2 separate regions of the Sus scrofa genome follow, and region 2 is linked to region 1. Evidence: chromatin contacts called from public HiChIP or PLAC-seq data. All regions are on one chromosome and are shown on one strand. Each heading gives the region's core, a stretch centred on a gene start, on an enhancer-like site or on the middle of the called end of the contact. The rest is flanking DNA. Distances are from core to core; before and after follow the strand shown.

The links. HiChIP or PLAC-seq counts read pairs in DNA pulled down with a chosen protein or histone mark.
Region 2: an H3K27ac HiChIP or PLAC-seq map of skeletal muscle shows a contact between it and region 1. The contact joins two enhancer-like sites. A contact is called at or near these places in 2 of 2 datasets of contacts at active chromatin or transcription factors (alveolar macrophages and skeletal muscle).

Annotation. Positions count from the first base shown.
Region 1 is chr6:69,086,227-69,092,689 of Sscrofa11.1, reverse strand. All of the region lies in intron 7 of RERE (arginine-glutamic acid dipeptide repeats protein), which reads left to right. Among named protein-coding and RNA genes, the nearest start is that of SLC45A1, 160 kb to the right of the region's middle. Within about 2 kb of position 3,634, at least 23 of the 83 cell types and tissues checked have an H3K27ac peak or open chromatin away from gene starts, as enhancers often do. A contact at or near this core is called in skeletal muscle, where this site is marked.
Region 2 is chr6:69,338,151-69,344,613 of Sscrofa11.1, reverse strand. No RefSeq gene overlaps it. Among named protein-coding and RNA genes, the nearest start is that of ENO1, 60 kb to the left of the region's middle. Within about 2 kb of position 2,448, at least 5 of the 83 cell types and tissues checked have an H3K27ac peak or open chromatin away from gene starts, as enhancers often do. A contact at or near this core is called in skeletal muscle, where this site is marked.

The sequences.
Region 1 (6,463 bases), core at 2,385-4,884:
AAAGCCAGCAACAGTTTTAGTCAGGTGATTGGCTTTATCTTTGAATATTGCTGCTTTATAAACGATGGTTGATTTTTTTTTTTGAGTCTTTTTTTTAATATATATAATGATTTTTATTTTTTCCATTATAGTTGGCTTACAGTGTTCTATTTTTTACTGTACAGCAAGGTGACCCAGTCACACATACGTGTATACATTCTTTTTTCTCATCCTGCTCCATTGTAAGTGACTAGATGTAGTTCCCAGTGCTATACATCAGGATCCATTCCAAAGGCAATAGTTTGCATCTATTAACTACGGTTTATTTTAAAAATAAATTTGTTTTCTAAAGTGTGTGTGTGTGTGTGTGTGTGTGTAGAGCTTTGTGTTGGGTGTGGTCCTTCTTTGCGGTAGGTGATGACAGTAGAACCCAGAGGAGCCTGAGTTGGAAGGGGGTCATGTGTGTGGGCAGATGTGCTGCCTTTTTCTATGTGATGGGGAAGAGGTCAGGCAAATAAGAACTTTAGACAGTGGAGCAAGGTCACTGCAGTGTTTTGAAACTGGATCTTTTCTCACGTTATTTTAAAAGATTTTTTTTTTTTCTTTTACCAAATTTTTTTTTTTCCTGATACTACATATTATTATGTGGAGGCCGTATTTACTGCATCTTATTGTCAGCATGGAAACTTTTCTTATTCTTTAGCCAATACTTAAGTTCTTTTTTAGGGGGAAGGGGGCCTGCACCCGAAGCATGTGGACATTCTCAGGCCAGGGATTGAATCCACGCTGCAGTTGCAGCCTGCGGTACAGCTGCGGCAACACGAGATCCTTAACCCATGGGCCACAAGGGAACTTCCTAGCCAGTGCCTAAGTTCTTGGCGCTGAACTCTGAATTACGTTCAGGGACTCTGGGAGGAGAGAGGCTTGGGATCCTCTGTAATTAACTCACTGTGACCCCTCAACAGAGCACTTTTCTGTCCCCGGGCTTGAGTTTCTTTTGTTAAGCAAGATGCCTGGGATCAGATGAGCTCTGGGGAACTTGCCATCAGAGAAGATTTTAGAAAATTATGATTCTGGATTTTAATGACTTCCTGTCTTGACCTTTGCCTTTATGTTTGAATTTGGAACATTAACTCTTCCAGCGCTGATGGTCTTTTCCTTTGAACAAATACCGAATTTTGTTCCCCCTGGGCCATTTATCAGGCCTGCTTCAGGTCAACCTTGCTTGAAGGGGCTGGCCTTCTGTCACAGGGGATTTGACTTAATCTTGCAGTGAGTCACTTCTTTGCTATTTGTGGCTAGGCATAGTTGAGTTACAATATCGTAGTCGTTTATTCATTTAGAATCTATGTGGCGAGTGCCCATGGGCTCTGGCCTATAGTGGTAAGCTACGGTCAGATGCGACGCCTGCCCACATGGTGCTTGCGGTCTCAGCACGGAAATGAACTGTTAAATCATGACCGTGGCAAGAGGCTGAAGGAGAGCTGGGTGGTACTTTGGGGACTCATAACAGCGGGGTTATCTCCTATCCTCAGGCCTGCCAGGGCTTCGCGCTAATAATAGGAATGACTCCTGTGCAGCAGGCCCTCTGCCTTCTTTCCATGGGTCGCCTTTTATTTTTACCGCAGTTCCATAGAGTCGCTGTTACAAACTTGATTTTGTAGATGTGCTCAGAGAGACTGAGTTGTGTCCTCAGCATCACACTGAGAGCCCACAGAGTCTTGGACTAAAATTTTAATCTGGGCTCATTGGACTCTGCACGTGGGCATCTAGACTCCAGTGTGTGTAACAGCTCCGCGCTCCCACTGGCGGGTGGCTGCATCCTGGGACAGCCTGGCTATAGACAAAACTGGGATTTTACTCCAATTTAGGGAAATGTTTTTCTTTCCAACAGTGAATGGGAACATGTAGTGGAACAGAATTTAGATGTTCCTCTGGGGTGCAGCAGGTTGAGAATCCGGCATTGCTGCTGCTGTCGTGCAGCTCGCAGCTGTGGCACGGGTTTGATCCCTGGCCCAGGAACTTCGGCATGCTGTGGGTGAGGCCAAAACAAAATATATATGGATTTATTTATTTGCTTTTTAGGACTGCACTTGGGCACATGGAGGTTCCCTGGCCAGGGGTCTAATCAGAGCTACAGCTGCAGGCCCACTGCCACAGCCACAGCAATGGATGATCGGAGCCGAAGCTCACAGCAACGCTGGATCCTAAACCCACTGAGTGAGGCCAGGGATCGAACCCACCACCTCATGGTTACTAGTTGGATTCGTTTCTGCTGAGCCATGACGGGAACTCCTATATGGATTTTTGAGAAGCTGTATCAGACTTAAGACATTTTGGAGTTCTGATTGTGGCTCAGAGGACTAAGGCCCCAATGTTGTTTCTTTGAGGATGCAGGTTTGATTCCTGGCCTCACTCGGTGGGTGAAGGGTCTGGCGTTGCATAGCAGAGTCCACAGATGGGGCTCAGATCTCGTGTTGCTGTGGCTGTCATGTAGGCCTCTGCTGCAGCTCTGTTCACCTTGGCTGGGAACTTGCGTATGCTGCAAATGCAACCATAAAGGCAGGAAGGGGGGTTCCCATTGTGGCTCAGCGGGTTACGAACCTGACTGGTATCCATGAGGATGTGGGTTTGATCCCTGAACTCACTCGGTGGAGGATCTGGTGTTGTCAGGGCTCAGATCCCGAGTTATCGTGGCTGTGGTGTGGGCCCGCAGCTGCAGCTCCCATTAGACCCCTAGCCTGGGAACCTCCATATGCCTTGGGTGTGGCCCTAGAAAGAAGAAAAAGAGAGGGAGGGAGGAAGGAAGGAGCCAGTTTCAAATTTGTTGAAAAGAAAGCTTTAGAAACAGGTCTTCCTGCTGGAGAAATTTGAGAACTCAGCACACCATTCTGGGCTTCCTTCCTACCAGTCTCTCCTTTTCACTCCTGCCCACTACCCTTGAAAAAGAAGTGATTCTGGTAAATCCCCTTTTTAAAAAATGCGTTTTATGGATGTATAATGGATTTTCAAGGTTGTGTTAATTTCTGCTGTACTCTCGCCTTTTGATTTTCCTAAAATTTGGTGAATTTCATCCTGGACCCACAGTCTATTTCTATGGTCTTTTTCTGAATGAGCTAGAAAGTAGAGCTTCTAGAGTCTTCTTTCTGTTGGTTTCATGTCAGTCTTGCCGCTCAACTTGACGCCCTATAGAAAAGATATGGGCGAGCTACTGTCTGAGCCTTGAGATCTGAAGAACAGATAAAGACGGATCGCTCTGTGATTTCATTCTCACATGACGCTGGCCACAGAGCAGAGGTCTGACTGCACACTTACCGGCGCCAGCCTTCTGGGGCTGGCCACCGCCTGCTCTGCCGTTACCTTCTGGCCGTGCGTTGTGATGGGAAGCGGTCAAGTCAGCTGACTGTGAACGGCCTCTGTTCTGCCAGTTTGTGACCCCATGTTCTTGTCCTTCTCCTTCCCCTGTAGAGCCAAGTCCTTGTCCTAAGCAGTCACCATGACCGTACAGAAATATTGGGTGCCCTGAGCGAGCGTCCACAGACCCTTGCCACCCACACACTGCCCCCTCTTCCAGGTGAAGGAGTGGTTTGGTCTGGGCAGGCTCCTGCTTCCAGCCCACAAGCTCTTCCCAAGGAGCCTGCGGCGTCTGGCCAGCTGCCTCCTTGTCTCCTTTGCATAGATGCTTCTCCCTTTTTGATATTCAGTTGCAGGCTTCCAGCTCCTTTCTGTCCATTCCCTGTTTACTTCTTAGACGAAAACGTTTCCATGGTAACAGGTTACTTTTCAAAGGGAACATCTTGTCATTTTATTTAATCCACTGCAGCTGAAGAGGACTGAAATATTAAGTTGTAGTTGCCATGGATACTGCTTTATTACATCGGTTTCTTTTGTATCAGATTTCATATACAATGAAATTCTCTCTATTTTTTTTTTTTTTTAACTCAAGGAATAAACACAATGACTTACCATTATTGTTGTAATTTGGCTTCTGGGACTATTTTTTCGTATTCCGAAGCAAATATTTGCAGAATAATGGGAATTAAATTCAGCTGTTTTGAAAAAAATATTCATTATTTACATTAACTGCCAGAGAAATTCTACCTCCTTGCTAGTAAAGATGGGGTCTTTTTTTTTTTTTTTTTTTAAATGATTCCCAGCTAAGGATGTCTCAAAAAAGATGACCCAGCAAGAGACATCCCTAGCAAATAGAAAAAAAATATGTGACTTGAGTTAATTCCTTGAATCGCATTGCTCATTAACTGTGACATTCTTTCTTCAGTTACTTGTGCAGCTGTGGGCGGTATATTTTGAGGGAATCTATTTGTGTTTTATTTGACTTTTCTCATGTCTGGCTTGCTTTCTTATCTCTAGTCTGTGAACTAACCTCATCTTTGACTTTGAGCAACTTTTCATTGATTCAGTGCTCTGGTGCATCTTTTGCTCACGCTCCCCAATAGGTAAATTGATTAGTAGCATCAGAAGCTGGACTTGGAGGAGTTCTCTCTCGTGACATGGCCAGTTAAGGATCTGCTGTTGCCACTCAGGTCGCTGTGGGGCTCAGGTTCAGTTCCTGCCCTGGGAACTTCCACATGCCATGGGTGTGGCCTAAAAAAATCTCCCAAACCCTGAACTTGGGACGTGAGTTCATTGTATCTATAGTTCTTTGCCGTTTTACAAGTGTAGCTTTGTGTTCCATAATCGCAGATTATCTGTTCCATAATCACAAATATGCCACTCCCTTCTCTCTTCCCCTGCTGTTCTGAATGCTTGGCAACCAGTAATTTGTTCTCCAACTCGATAAGTTGGTCTCCCCCCATTTTATGGCCACACCTTCAGGAAATATGGAAGCTCCTGGGCTAGGGATTGAATTGGAGCTGCAGCTGCTGGCCTACACCAGAGCCACAGCAACTCGGGATCTGAGCCCCATCCGCAACCTACACCATTGCTCGCGGCAGCACCAGATCCTTAACCCACTGAGTGAGGCCAGGGGTGGAACCTGCATCCTCATGGATACTAGTTGGGTTCTTAACCAGCAGAGCCGCAGCGGGAATTCCATATAATTTTGTCATTTTGATGTTGATTAAATCAGCCTTTAACTTTGATAGGTTTTCTCTGTTAACATGCTTTTCAAACTTAAGAAAGTAACTTTTTGATTATTTTGTCTGCTTTTGGTGCTTGATGTGAACACAGAACTGACTTAGGGAAAAGGATATGGCTTCTGGTAGTGGTTCTGTTTGTAATTAGTTGTGTGATTTTGGTTTAGTAACTTAATCACTGTGTTCTATGGGAGTGTGGGTGGGAGCTCTGACTTTGGAGTCAACTAGAGTTTGAATTCTAGTTTTTCCCACCTGTCAGCTATGTGATCTTGGACAATTTCATAAACTCTCTTCGCTTTGGTTTCCTGTCTGGACAGGTAATAATAGCACCTACCTACCTTACAGGGTCATCCTTAAGGTTAGATAAGAAGATATATGGAATTTGCTTAGCTCAGAATGCCTGGTACTTGGTAAATGTTCAGTGTACACATTTGTTTCGTTATTGATGCTGTAATTACTACTGCTATTATTATCTATTAATGGAGATACTGCCTCATAGAGGTGTCATGGGAATAATGAAATAATGGATGCTCGGCGTAGAGAGTGCTTAGCAGGTGATAACTAGTAGCACTGTTTTGTGTTTGTCATGCAGGTATAAGATGACTGAGTTTAAGACCACGTGCATACGTGAAAACCCCGAGGCAGAGGTGTGCATAGGGGTGTCTTGCATTGTCCTGAGATACGACTTCCATCTTTGGTTGCTTATTACATGTATAATATCCTCTATCTGACTTTACTGGGATTTACACTGTCCTTGGTCTGGATTTTCCTTCTTTAATGGATGGCCACCCTGCTTTTGCCCAAACGTACCTTGTTAATGAAGCAGTGCTGTACAGCAAGCAGAAACTTTGTTAGTAGCTATGTTGTTTTAAACATAAGATAGAATAAAATCTGAATTTCTCTGACTAACATTACTAGCGCTTTCATTAGTATAAAAATATGAATTAAGGGGTTCCTGTCATGGCTCAGTGGTTAACGAATCTGACTATCCTCCATGAGGATGCAGGTTTGATCCCTGTTCTTGCTCAGTGGGTTAAGGATCCGGCATTGCCGTGAGCTGTGGTGCAGGTCACAGATGCAGCTCGCATCTGGCGGTGCTGTGGCTCTGGTGTAGGCCGGCAGCTAGAGCTCCGATTAGACCCCTAGCCTGGGAATCCCCATATGCTGCGGGTGCAGCCCTAAAAAGTGGGAGAAAAAGAAAAGAAAGAAAAAGAATTAAATGAATTAATACATGGAAATGAGATAATACTATAGAGCACCTGTAGAGCAGATAGAAAGTTAGGTCTTGCTAGTAATTGAAGGATTACCCTGGCATTTTCTAGAGTAAAGGCCTTTTGAATTTTAACCTCCAAAATATATGAATATTTTTTGGCATGTGGAAGTTCCTT
Region 2 (6,463 bases), core at 1,199-3,698, 250 kb before region 1:
TATCTTATCTTAATTTGCGTCTTTGACCATGAGTGCAGTTGATCTTTTTATTTATCAGCACTTTAATATACATGTTATGTGGTCTCTTAATAATAGAGCCAGGCGTCTTATACAGAGCACTTCTTTCTAAGTGTCATTCATTTATGTTAAAAATAACAGCTTTATTGAGATATAATTCACACACTGTAAAATTTACCCCTTAAAAGTATACAATTTGTGAGTTTTAATCATTTGTTTTAAAACTGAGTACCAACCATTGCTTTTTATTTATAGTAAATAACTTGATAGACCTTGAGGTCCTCTCTTTCTGTCCAAGCTCATCAGCATATTAGGCTCAAAATATAAAGTGGGAAGTGCAGCTTTTCTTGTTATTTTAACAGTCCGTAGGCCTCCCTTCCCCGAAGAGTGCAGTCGGTCTAGCTGGGTTCTGAGATGGAATTGTGTGTGACAACTGCTTTGGAATCTCAGTGCCTTGGTACTGGACGGGGAGTGATTTCTTTTAACTAACTTATAGTTGAAACTGATTTCCAACTGCTGGAGGTGATACAGACTTTTCAAATTTTTCTGAAATTTTAAAAAATACAAAACCCGAAGTGAAAAAGACTTCCAAGGTAAAAAGATTTTGAAAAATACGGTAAGTGTTTAAAATTTGTCAGTTTTTAAAATTTTTTATTTTTTATTAACATGGGCGATTCAACTCCTTTGTAGCTACTACTATGGTAATTTTTCATTCCAGAGATTTCTTACTATCAACTGAAGTGTGTGTGTGATAAGATGGTCGGTTACATTGCTTGGCTCTAATGTGTGTGTTTCTGTTATGTTTCACGCAGATATTTCTGTGGGGAGAAAAGTACGAAGGTAACTTGTTAGGCTGAGTTTTTGAGTAGAATCCTTCTGTGCTCTGGCCTTGGCTCCATCCAACAGGGCCTCAGGCAGCTCCTGTCCGAGGGGTCTCAGGAAGTAGTAGCTCTCAGTACTGGCCATGGGACCCTCATCTGTATGGTGGTTCCACTCCGGAGAAGGTGTCCACGGAGGTTCATAGTAGGTGGTTTTCTTTTGATTTTGATGGAACTAAGTTATTCTTTCCTTTTGATTTTATAAATATTTTAAACATTTAGTTTCCTATTTTTCTTCTTAGTGAAATATCTTTAAAATGTGATACTTTGCATTTTAACCCCCTCAACTTCTGTGATTTCTCCCTCTTTTTATGCTTCTTCTGTTTGGAAAGTTATTTTTGATTGGTTTGGTTTTAATCCTTAAATTAAAATGTCTCCTCTTTTTCTCTCTTGACATCTCTTTTCTTGTTACCAGTTTTTTCATGTTTTAGAGTTTTTCCTCCCATAAAGTCCCTTGGCCTTTGGCTTGTAGTTTTGATTAAAGCGGATTTTTTTCTTGGGCTTTTAATTAGGTTTTCTTTTTCGTTAGCTTTTCTTAGGGAGATTGAAGATGGGGCTGACCGATACTTGGGTCAGTGGTATAGTTACTTAGGATGAGACTAATGTGAACATTGAGTGGCTTGAATACAGTGTTTAGCTTAGTTTATGGAAATTTCCATTTCCATTTGAGGGCTATTTCCTGGCTTAGAGGCAGCGCCCTAAAAGAATACCAAAATCAAATTCTTAGTGCTATGTGCGTTTGGGTCAAGGTGAGATATGAGAAGTGGGTAATGTATAGGGAACGGTATTTATAACTCTAGAAATAGTGTTTTGCTAAGAGATGTGATGTTGATTTGATAGCAGAGAATAACTGGGTCTTTTAACCACACTCTGTATGTGCTGTGAAATTCATCTTTTTTCTTGCTTCACCCAAATATCCTGAACCAGAGTGGTCAATGAGCATTATAAATAAGTGTGGTTAGTTAGTGTGAGAAGACCTAGAGTCTGATGCCACTTGTACCATGGGTTTCAAGTGTGATGAAGTGCCCTGCTTCCTTAGGTGTCAGGTGGGGACCGTAGCATGTAAAGTGGAAGAAAAAATAGATATGGAAATGAATTGAAAATGCTTTAGTTAGCTTTTTCTTTTACAGGAACCTAGCTGTTGTAGCCCACAGCCGTTACTTAATTTAGCAGTGTTTATCCCCTGTGATGTTATTTCTAGAGAATTCCACTGTTTTCTTGATGCATTTCTTGTGCAAACACTACATGCAGATGTATTTGTTCAAAATGTTTTAATGCATATGCTACTGAGTGCACAGTTAGCGTTCACCGTAGTAGAGAATTTAGGTGTTTTGTCCTAAAATAAGACTTTTGTTTTCATTTTATGACAAGAGACATCAAAAAGGTATGAGTGTGATAATGCATTGCCTCTTTTTTTTTCTTTTTTAACGAATTCAGCACTTTTGAAATTGCAGAAATTTGTAAATATATTTTTGGTAGAAAACTACAGTGAGGATGGCATTGGTAGGTTGTTGAGTTAGGAATAGGAGCAGTTTTTCCTGCCACGTTGGTCATAAGCCCAGGAACTTTTAATATTAAGATATAGGGAGAGCTAGAGTTACCTTGTAACCCCGACATGATTTAAGAGGCTGTTTTTCTTTCTCAAGTTGCTTGTTCCAGTCTTATCGCTCAGGAAGGAAACTTTGAAGATTTTTTTTTAACTTTCTGGGAGTCAAAGATTAATTTGTAATTAAAACAGTTAGTATGGGTCTTTCACTCCCCACCCCCCTTAAAAAAAAACTGTCCTCAGTTGAGGAGAATTGTCTTGTTAAAGTGCTTACTTTTCCCATGAGGGATTCAGATAATTTGTTTTCTCTTTGGTTTGGATATTAGGGGTAATTTCTCCCCTTAAAAATCGAGTTCTGAAGGAAGTGGCTGTATTTTTATCATTATCCTAAAAGACTACAGGTGCTGACAAATTCCTTGCATTCCCAAAGTCCATTTTACTTGGGTCTTGGCTGCCTTCTTGCGATTTTCTAGAATGCTGATTGCCAGCCTAGCTTGATGAGGGACTGGCTTTGAAATCCAAGGCCTCGTTGGAGGCATCGAAGGACTGTAGAGGTTGGAAATGTTAAGGTTACAGAATGCTTGTGGACTGCCACATGCTATTGATGTGCAGCATGTAGTGGTTCAGGGTCCTTGGAAATGTATGCTTTTGATACTGTTGTCATCTGGGTGGGCCTCAGCCCCTCTGTGCATTGCTTAGAATTGATGCGCTTTAAGCTCCCAGTATACGTGGATCCCCGACCCACTGGTCGAGGCCAGGGATCCTCATGGATACTAGTCGGATTCATTTCTGCTGCACCACAACAGAACTCCAAAGTTTTCCTTTCTTCGTTTTTTCTGTTTTGCGCTTGATTTTTAGAGAATTATAGGTTTGAAACTATTGTCTTTTTCTTAAACATGGTGTGCTCCTTTTTCTTGTCCTATTGTTCCTATGGATGTGTTTAATTTGAAAAAGATTTCAGAAGAATAATGCTTTCTGTGTACCTATACCAATCATGAAAAGGAAAGCTCAATCTTGTTTTTCTGAAAAGATGGAGCAAGTGATGAATAAGCGAAACATAACAGTCATTACAGAAACCACTTGTGATTTCAGGCCGTAGCTTCTAGGAGGCCGCTCTCAGCTACATGTCCTTTTCTCTGGGTAGTTGGCTTTGGTAAGGGAGCCTCTGGGTGAGACCTTGGGCTTGTGGGCAGTCCTTTCTCTGAGTGTCTCTTGCAGGGCGTGGTACCAGGCCTTGGGAGCACAAAGGTAAGTAAGATGTGTCCCTGCTCACAGAGGTCATCACCAAAAGGAGGGAACAGATGGGAATAAAAATCACTAAAATACAGTCTGAAAAGAACTGGTCGAAGCAGGAATATCAGCTAGACAAACTGACAGACCAGAGTGAGAAGCCTACATACATCCAGGACATTTGTGTGGTGCTGAATGGAATTAAAACAGAAGACATCTTTTTTTTTTTTTTTTTTTTTTTTTGTCTTTTTTGTCTTTTTGCCATTTCTCGGGCCACTGTCTCGGCATATGGAGGTTCCCAGGCTAGGGGTCAAATCGGAGCTGTAGCCACCGGCGTACGCCAGAGCCATAGCAATGCAGGATCTGAGCCGCGTCTGCGACCTACACCACAGCTCACGTCAACGCCTGATCCTTAACCCACTGAGCAAGACCAGGGATCGAACCCGCAACCTCATGGTTCCTAGTGGGATTCGCCAACCACTGCGCCACGACGGGAACTCCCACAAGACATCTTTACCTGGTTGTCAGCCCTCCTTCGGGCAAGCTGCCTGTATCGTGGGTGTGTGGTCACGAGGTTGAGGTTTCCAGGGAGCAGAAGCTCCAGCTCCTTGGCAGAGGTTGGGCATCTTTGTCCTGTATTCTGCTGAACCCGAAATACCTTTTTACATGTTTTGTTTACTTTTAAGAACATTGTCTCAGAGCTGATCTGAAGATAGCTTTGTTCATTTTTCCTGAGCCTCTTTGGCAAAAAAGTTCTTTCCAAATGAAGAAAAATTTTGTTAGCAGAAGGACTTCACATTGCCCCTTGACCTTCTCCTCTGCCTTGGGAACTTGGATACTTTTTTGGGGGGATACCTGATACAAGTAAATTAGCATGATCTGGGCTGATTTCCATGTTTTCCTCTTCGGGTGGTCAGGGGACATAGTGTTTGGTTTTTCAGTTCCTTCTCTCCTGCCAGCCTCTCTCCCTCCCTAAATAAGAGTAAAAGCCTGACCTTTTTTTCTTCCTGGAAAATGACTTAGTTTTTAGAAAAGTTAAGATATCTCTGTATAGAGCATTTGAAGCATTGCTTAAAAATAAATTTATTAGCATTTTAAAAAGTGGTGCAAGGATCACCTTGAGACTTTATTAAACTCCAAGCTGTTAGCCATGCTTACTACTTTCATGTTTCTCTTACTGGTGTTAAATGTATTCATTCATTCACCAAATAGATTGATCATTTATTTTTCTTATTATTTGGTAGATCATGTGGAAGGTGCCAGGGAGCCTTGCATTGTGGTGATGTTTGCCTGCCTTAGCAATGAATGAATGAATAAATAAATCTGTTTCCTGTGCCAAAGGAGCATATAAATTCAGCCCTGATCATGGTGCTGTGGTTCCAGAGAGAAGCAGCTGGCACTGAATTCTGCTTGGCTTAACCGTGCCCCCCCAGGATGTGTCAGCCAGCCAACAGTGTTGGATGTATGTTTTCCAAGTTTAATACTGATGTAAGTGGGATATAAAAGAATAAAAGTTGGGGTTCCCTGGTGGCTTAACGGGTTAAGGATTTGGCATTGTCACTGCTGTGGCTCAGGCTCAGGTCCCTACCATAGTGGGGGTTCCATCCCTGACTCCAGAACTTGCACATGCCACAGGCATGGCCAAAAAAAAAAAAAAAAAAAAAAAGATTCCTTTCTTTAAAAAAAAAGAGAAAGAAAGGAAAGTTATTACCTTTGCTACACAGCTTAAGAGGCAAGCCTTGTTTTTTTAAAAAAAAATTTAGAGATTGCTAGAACAAAAGTGGAACTACTTAGTGTTCATTCAGGCTGGAGATTATTTTGGTTTAAAGAAATAAGGATCCTTTGAGAAGCCAAGAGTGGGACCTTGAAGAATAGGTGCTATTTGAGTGGGAACCGGGAGAGCAGGTTAGGGCAGTCGGGGCAGGGTCAGCCTGAGGCAGGAATGAGGATGGTGTGTAGGGTCCAGTGTAGAGAGCCTAGTAAAGAAGCCATGGGCAGGAACGGGATGGGCCAAGTTAGGTGGGCAGGTGATAGAGGCTTAGAGGGCTAAGCTGGGAATCCCGGGGGCCCGGCCAGGAATGGGGGGAGAGATAATAAAGCAGCAGGGCAGCCACAGACTGGGGAGGTCGGGTACCTGGCCGGTCCTGGGAAGGTGTGTACGTGCGCACGTGCTGTGTTAATTGCTTCCTGTCCCTACTTGTATTTGTCTGAGGGCAGCATAGACTGGAGGAAAGTGAAATCGCCACAGGACAAAGCAGGCTTTTAGAAGTCTTAAGTGGTTGGTGAAGACTCACTGTTGGTGTTTATTTAGTGCTGTATTTCATAAAAGATTTTACCAAAAATCCTACCACCAAATACAGAAGTTACTTTAGTTTTCTAAAAAATCACAAATCATCATTTACGTGTGATTCAGTTTCGTCTCTTCTTTTGTCCCCCACCCCAGACTCCCACTCTGTCTCATACCTCCCCCCCCACACGCCCTTTTCTGTTCCCTTCTCTATCTCCTTCAGGTCTCAGCTTAGGCCTCGTTTTATCCAACAGCCTTTCCTGTCTCCAACTTCACTCTCCGGTGGCACCTGTCCTGCCCGGGCATGTGTTTAGGAGTTCCCATCGTGGCTCAGCAGTTAACGAACCCAACTAGCACCCACGAGGTTGCGGGTTTGATCCCTGGCCTCGCTCGGTGGGTTAAGGATCTGGCGTTGCTGTGAGCTGTGGTGTAGGTCGCAGCCATGGCTCGGATCCCACGTTGCTGTGGCTGTGACGTAGGCTGGTGGCTACAGCTCCGATTGGA